2 separate regions of the Mus musculus genome follow, and region 1 is linked to region 2. A link is a contact called in public Hi-C data. All regions are on one chromosome and are shown on one strand. Each heading gives the region's core, a stretch centred on a gene start, on an enhancer-like site or on the middle of the called end of the contact. The rest is flanking DNA. Distances are from core to core; before and after follow the strand shown.

The links. A called contact is a pair of places that touch in the nucleus more often than the background predicts.
Region 1: a contact with region 2 is called in a Hi-C map of B cells, with 17 read pairs. The contact joins the enhancer-like site here to the promoter of Hspa13 in region 2. A contact is called at or near these places in 1 of 15 datasets of contacts at CTCF or cohesin (pro-B cells), 2 of 484 Hi-C or Micro-C datasets (B cells and bone marrow-derived macrophages), 4 of 115 datasets of contacts at active chromatin or transcription factors (the 230-238 cell line, bone marrow-derived macrophages and large pre-B cells) and 2 of 9 other capture datasets (adipose tissue and liver).

The regions. Positions count from the first base shown.
Region 1 is chr16:76,052,409-76,055,760 of GRCm38.p6, forward strand. No RefSeq gene overlaps it. Among named protein-coding and RNA genes, the nearest start is that of Gm15555, 53 kb to the left of the region's middle. Within about 2 kb of position 1,288, at least 54 of the 459 cell types and tissues checked have an H3K27ac peak or open chromatin away from gene starts, as enhancers often do. A contact at or near this core is called in the 230-238 cell line, B cells, bone marrow-derived macrophages and 1 more, where this site is marked.
Region 2 is chr16:75,765,139-75,768,410 of GRCm38.p6, forward strand. Hspa13 (heat shock protein 70 family, member 13) reads right to left here and starts at 1,680. Exons shown (of 5, transcript NM_030201.3): 1 at 1,597-1,680; 2 at 1-146. The coding sequence starts at 1,621.

The DNA of each region.
Region 1 (3,352 bases), core at 38-2,537, 290 kb after region 2:
ACACGGGAAGGAAACGGATAGGAAGGTAATAATGTATGACATATGTAATAGGGGAACGTCTCCAATTAGTGAGAATTAGTAAACTTAATTATGAGGTAATCATTAAAGCCGTTCCAGTTGATTGGGTTGTTTATCGCTAACTGTACACAATGGTGAGGCTACAGTCTTGGCTTAACTATCTGTGATACATCCAACTAAGCAGAGTCAAGAATCTAAGATAAATAAATGTAAGACACATTACTGATCTGATTGTTGCTTTTGACACACCCGAATTTGCTCTCTGAAACCTCAGTTTGTTAATATGGCACATCTATCCCATGCTTCCTTTGCCTACCATATCCACTGAATTGTTTTAATGCTTCCAATTCAGAAACCTGACACCCTCACCCTCACCTCACTGTCAGGTGGCCTTCTTCACAGCTGCACCCCAGGCTCACCACCTACTCTGCTCTCCTGACCATCAACAAACACCTTCCAGAGCTAAAGGACCTAGATAAGGCATTCTCTGACAGAATCCACTGTTTGTTTGTTTTCGAAATTACAGACCTGAAACTTGAGACTTGAAAGCTTTCTGAAGTCAATCGGAAGTATTCCTGCACACGTGTATTTAGTATTCTTTTAGAAAACAAGGCGTTCATATCAGATTGTGTCTTTTTAGGAAAATACCTCGAGGGCAGAGGCAGAAGAGCTTATCCAGGAGTCTAAGATTTTCATGACTGACCCCAAAGATGTTTTATGGCATCCCACCACACCTTCCTCCTGAATTCCTACCTCCCTTTGCTTTCTGAGATGCACTAAGTCTCCCATCCTTCCATGTTTGTACACACGCTGTCTCTTTCTTTAGAGCATGCTGGCCTCTCCAGCTTCATACATTATCCAACTGCATTGACTCTTGCAAAATTCAACGGAGAAGTTCCTTTTTCTAGGAAGTCTGCTCTGCCTCCACCCAACACCATGATAACATGCATTTGGGAATGTTTTTCTTGTTTGCTATAGCACCTGGACGTACCGGTCTAGAGGGAGAAGGTTGGTTTTCAAAGTTTGGTGAAAAAAACAGAGTTAGCTGAGCAAGGAGAAACTAAAGTAGTCACAGGAAGTTTCACAGCCATCTTTCAATCAGTAAAAATCATGCCCAGGGCAATCATTAATTAATAGCAGGCATTTGGCGCAGCACATCGCTGGAAGTGAATTGCTGGGAAAGTAGGGTTGGGTAGAAATAGGGATGGTGCTTAAAGTCTGCTCTGAGGCCTGACACAAGCAGAGCTGAGACTTGTCTCCTCACTGCAAAAGGAACTTGAAATGAGGAACTGATGTCCCAAGGCGGAATCGCATGCTATCTGAAGAGTTCAGCGGAATTTGGGCACTAGAAAAATTTAACCATCGAAACTAACCCTAAATATAACTCTTTTTATTTTAGGTCTAGAGGACTAAATATAACCATTTACTCATAAGGCAAAAAAAAAAAAAAATCAAGAATTAATATGAGAAATACCTACCAGTCCGTTTATGTGAAAATAACCGCCTTTAATGTACTAAGTTGTACGTATAGTCCACCCCATAGTTATTCTTAGCCTATCCTGTGTAATTTTGAATACTCTATAATTAAAAAAAAAACAGAATTGTTACAATTCATGATTGCTGAGAAGCAACAGCACCTGGCTTCTTACTTCTTTAACAAGATTAATCTCTGCCACAAATCACATTGGCACTCTGGAAGACCTTGTAAAGGGATTTAAAAAGCAGTAAAGTTAAATGTAGAATGATCTAAGCAGCAAAGAGAATGAGCAGGTAAGGCTGGCTTGGCAGGGCTTGGGGGCACAGTGAATTTCAGCTGAGCTGAGCTGGAGGAAGAGAGGGCTGCCATGGTGACGGGAAACACAACAGGAGAAGAAGTCAGGAAGAAGACCCTGATGAGCACAGGCGTTCCAGCTTTAAAATCCTGACTGTCCCCTGCCTTTTGTACATCGGGGAGGGGTGGCCACAAAATCTTAAACTTGTGTGTAAATATCTCAGAGCCTTGCTGATGTCTTTAGAGTGTGCACAAAATACCTGGACCTGTGTGGTTTGCGCTTCTTTTAGATGTTTTCCAAATGAGCATAGCCTAGGCTGAGCAAAATGTAGCACAGCCCTCAAAAGGAGCGCTGTTTGCAAGACCAATGGGCCTCTCAAAAAAAAAAAAAAAAAAAAAAAAAAAAAAAAAAAAAGGAGCGCTGTTGCCTAGCCTAGCAGAGACTTGATGTGCCCTGGTGGGGAGATACACAGGAAGTCCCCATCTGCTCTGAGGAGAGAAGAGAGAGAGGTATCCTGGAGTGGGGGGGTGGGGGGTGGAGGGGGATGGAGGAGATGACGAGGAGCAGTGAGTGGAATATAAAGTCAATAGGTGTAAATAAAAATTAAAAACAAACAAACAAAGCACTGTTAGCTGGTTGGAGTGCTTCAGTCTGTCTGTCCACTACTAGAACAGAGGGTAACTCTTTGGAAGTGACTCCCTAACTTGTGTAGTGGTGATCCAAGGCAGGTATCATGCTTTAGATTTCTCATGTGTCTAATGGTGAAAATAGATAACCCTGTGTGGGATTGCTCTGAGGGTAGTGTTAGCATTAAATTGAAGCTTCTAGATCAGTTCCTGAGCCATCGCGAGCAGTATATATGTACACGCTGACTAAACTCCGCAAGGGAAGTGAAACACTGGAAAAGATACTCCTTTGAGGTCTGTGAGAAAAAGCAATGAACCATTCCCACCAGGTGACTTAAACACATCTGCGCACCTACCTCAGAAGTGCTAACAGGATGCAGCGAGCATTTTGACAGCCTCCATCCCCCAAAGGAGGGAAATGAGCACAAGAGAGTCTAAAAGCCATTTCCCTGTCTCTCATACCAAGTGAGACCCAGATCTGACTCCCCTGAAGGCTTGGTCTCCTCACTAGTGCTAACCAGAACTGCTAGGCTTCTCCCCACCGTGTGTGGGAGCTACTTACCCAGCTCTCTGCTTCATGCTGCCTCAGTGGCTAGCACAGCCCGCACTGTGGAGTCAACTCACAGGGAACCCAGTAAACATATCAGAGATGCTACTGGCTCACCCTTTACCCTTACAAATCACACACTGAAGCAGACTTAGGAATTTGCTCCAAGTCATGGGATGCTTGAGAATTCTAGGCCCCCTGCAAACCCAGCCTTTGCTATCAGCTTAGTGTCTTTCTTATAGCTGTGTTATTAGAGTGGATTAGACAGCTATGGCAGAGGAAAGACCAGGAGGCCATCGGTCTGTGAAAGAGCGAACAAGGAAAAGATTGGAGGCAAAGCAAAGTGGGACTGCAAGGCAAAACATTATTCTGTCAAGAAATCTAAGATT
Region 2 (3,272 bases), core at 430-2,929:
CACCTTCACTTTTCCTGTCCCGGGAAAAAATACACCAACCGAACAGTAGGTGGTACCCAGGTCAATGCCAATCACTTTTGGCGTAGGCAATGGTAAATACTGTTGTGCCAAGTAGCCCGCCAAGAGGAGAGTCAAAACAGCTGAACCTGCAAAAGGTAAAAAGATAAGTTTTTATGAAGCTACCACCATATACTGTACCTATAGCAACATCTTCTTAGTAGCACTTTTAAAACAAAACATAAAATATTTCACTTTATAGGATTATTAGCTACTTCTTTTGGACATCAAGTTTTTAACATTCCATCGGGGTACAATTAAAAACAAAGGAGAAAAAAAAAACCCTCAAAAACCAAAAGCCCTCACAAATGTATTTTTGTATAATCCGTTACATGATAATAAAGGAATAAAATGTAAAGATATTTAAATAACCATTATGCTGTTGTTGAATGAAAATATCACAAATGTGAAACTAAAGCTAAATACAATCCAGTTTTCTTGGATTATTGCTATTTAGATTGATAGCTTCATAAACAGTTTTTACCTGTTATTACTAAAATGAAATGCCATTATGAAATTCCCACAGAGACAGCTTTGGTATGTAAGTCTAACCTGTTTGGTTATCGTCTTTACCCATTCAAAAGGATAAAATACGTAAGTTGGATATGTTGATCTGAAAACTGCTTAGGCACTACTGTTACCTCATAGAGTCCAGAAGAGATTTTGCATATATAAGCATTCATTAAGGATATACTTTTCAAAATAGATATTAGGGAAGAAGTATGCAAGTGCTAACCCTGATAGCAACAATATGTAAACTTCCCGAAGGCAAGTTCTAGTCACCATTGAATAGTACGGCCCATGAAGAGCAGAGGCTCAGCAAATATTTAAGGGAAAAGATCATATAGAAACATCAGGCATATTGTACACAAAAGCGAATAAGAACATCACTTTGAGTTTAGAATTAATATCTGATTTGGTTTCACTAGTCTGCGTAATACACCTGTCCCCACTCAAACCCATAATGTCACTCGGTAGTGCTGTTGGTAATTGCTAGCTCCTTCAAATCAACGCCTGGCACATCATAGCAGACCAAGAACCTATCCACTTGTCTCTTCCCACCTACAGACAAATCTCAAAAGCATCTCAGCGTTTGGCAAGGGAATGTTGATTCCCAATCGGTATGTTCAAAAGAGAATCCATCTAAGAATGCACAGGGACTTGAATCCCTCCCAATTCCGCATCCCGAGTGAAGCCAAGAGTCTTCAATCTCGAGATCCCCTTCTTATTCACAGTGGGTTCTCGCACAGAGAACCGATTTCGGCTACCCATTCAAGACCGAGGTCGTTAGCATTCCTAGGCCCTCGTCTCTCAGACCTGTGGCTGGTGGCACGACCCCAAGAGGCCTCCGGCAAGTCAGACCCCCGACTCCAGACGCCCCGCCCCCACCAGCTCCAAACAGCCTTAGCCCCCTTTTCAGGCTCCCTTCGGCTGCGTGACCTGTGATTCAGAGAGTGAGACAACCAACCCTTGCCCACCCAGACCTCGTCGAACTTCCCCGTCGACTTCCATAGTTGCAGGGACCCCTGAGATACTGACCTAAGATCGTCATCTCTCCGGCCATCAGTCCCGCCGAACAGGCAGAAGGATGACTGTACCGATGGGAGGCACCGCCCCCTAGTCGCCGGCTGTCGCGCAGCCTCCTGGGAAATGTAGTCCGTCGGCTCCGAATTAGCCGGAGGAACTACGATTTCCACCACAGCAATGACTCCATCTACCATGAGGCCGCGGGGCGGATTTTACTCAGGCCAGTGAGGGAAGACTCGGCCTCCCCACGCACGAAGGCCCAACAAACCAGGCTTTGTTGTGGGAGCAGCGTCTGGGAAAGGCCAGAGTTTGTCATTCATCAAACCCAAAACGCTGCGAGCTTACTCGCGGTTAAAAAAAAAAAAAAAAAAAAAAAAAAAAAGTCCCTGTAGCCCCGCCTCACCGCGTTGTATTGTGGGAACTGCAGTTCTGGACTGTCCAGAGCTTGGAAGGCATAAAGAGGATAAAACCAATTAAGATTCCGAGGTGGGTTGCGTTGCCAGGCAGGCGGGGAATTCAAACTTCCGGTTTTTTTGTTTGTTTGTTTTTGTTTTTTGTTTCGTTTTGTTGTTCAGCCTCTTTTTTAAGGTTTATGCGTCTTTGGTCGAAATCAAGATTCTAGATAGACTTCTCCTAAGCCCTCCGAAGTCCCCTTAGCATTCCACAGTGGGGCAGTCCTACCGGAGACCCCACCTCTGGTGTACCTGTTCGTTGCTTTGCAAATATCCTTGCAGTCATTAAATGCAATGCCAGCCCGATGCTGTTGGCAGTAAATTATTTCACGGGCTCGTCAGGAATGAAGTTTGTCCAGGACCGCATGGTTTATCCAAGATATTTTCAAATCTAATATTAACATTCACATATGCTATTACCAACTAATATGGAAAGATACATTCTACTTTTCGTTTTAATTATGTCATAAATGGCCAGAATTGTCTTCCTGGACAGGTCCGTCCTTTCACGTGTTGACTATCCGATCACTTTTCCCCTGGCGCCATAAGACACGTTAGCAAAGCAATTTGAAGAAGACAAGATTTATTTTGGCTCAAAGTTCAATGGTACAGTTCCTCATAGCAAGGAAGTCACGGAGGCAAGACCTTTTAACCAGCTGTCCCCATTGCACCCAGTCAGGAAGCAGAGACAGGAAACGAAGGCATCTCTCTCTCTCTCTCTCTCTCTCTCTCTCTCTCTCTCTAATTCAGCCTTGAACCTGCTGGATGTCGGAATAGCAGTGCTCATAGTTAGGCGAAGTCTTTTCGCCTCAATTAATCAGGTCAGAAACGCCCTCATATACATACCCGGAAGTTTACTTCCATGATGATTCTGAATCCCAGCAAGACGAAAAGATTAACCACAATTATTGAGGGGGAGGATACAGGTGGTTTTTAGTATATAAAACATGATGTTTTCCCCTCACTGTTTAATATTTGATACGACTTAAGGACTCCTGGACGTGACTTTACTGTTGGGAAAGTTCATGAACACTTAAGGTCCTAGAAACTTAAATGTGCTTCTCTGGCTAGGTGCAAATCAATAGTCCTAATTGGCGACAGGTCTACTAGTTGTGGGAAAGAACCTCTACTGGCTTTCCACTTGCGTAAAATCTTGTATCTTTTAAGTTTCTAGCTATCTATGTACTTTATCTATGATAGGTTGGTCTATGTCTATCTGTCTACCTACCTATCTAC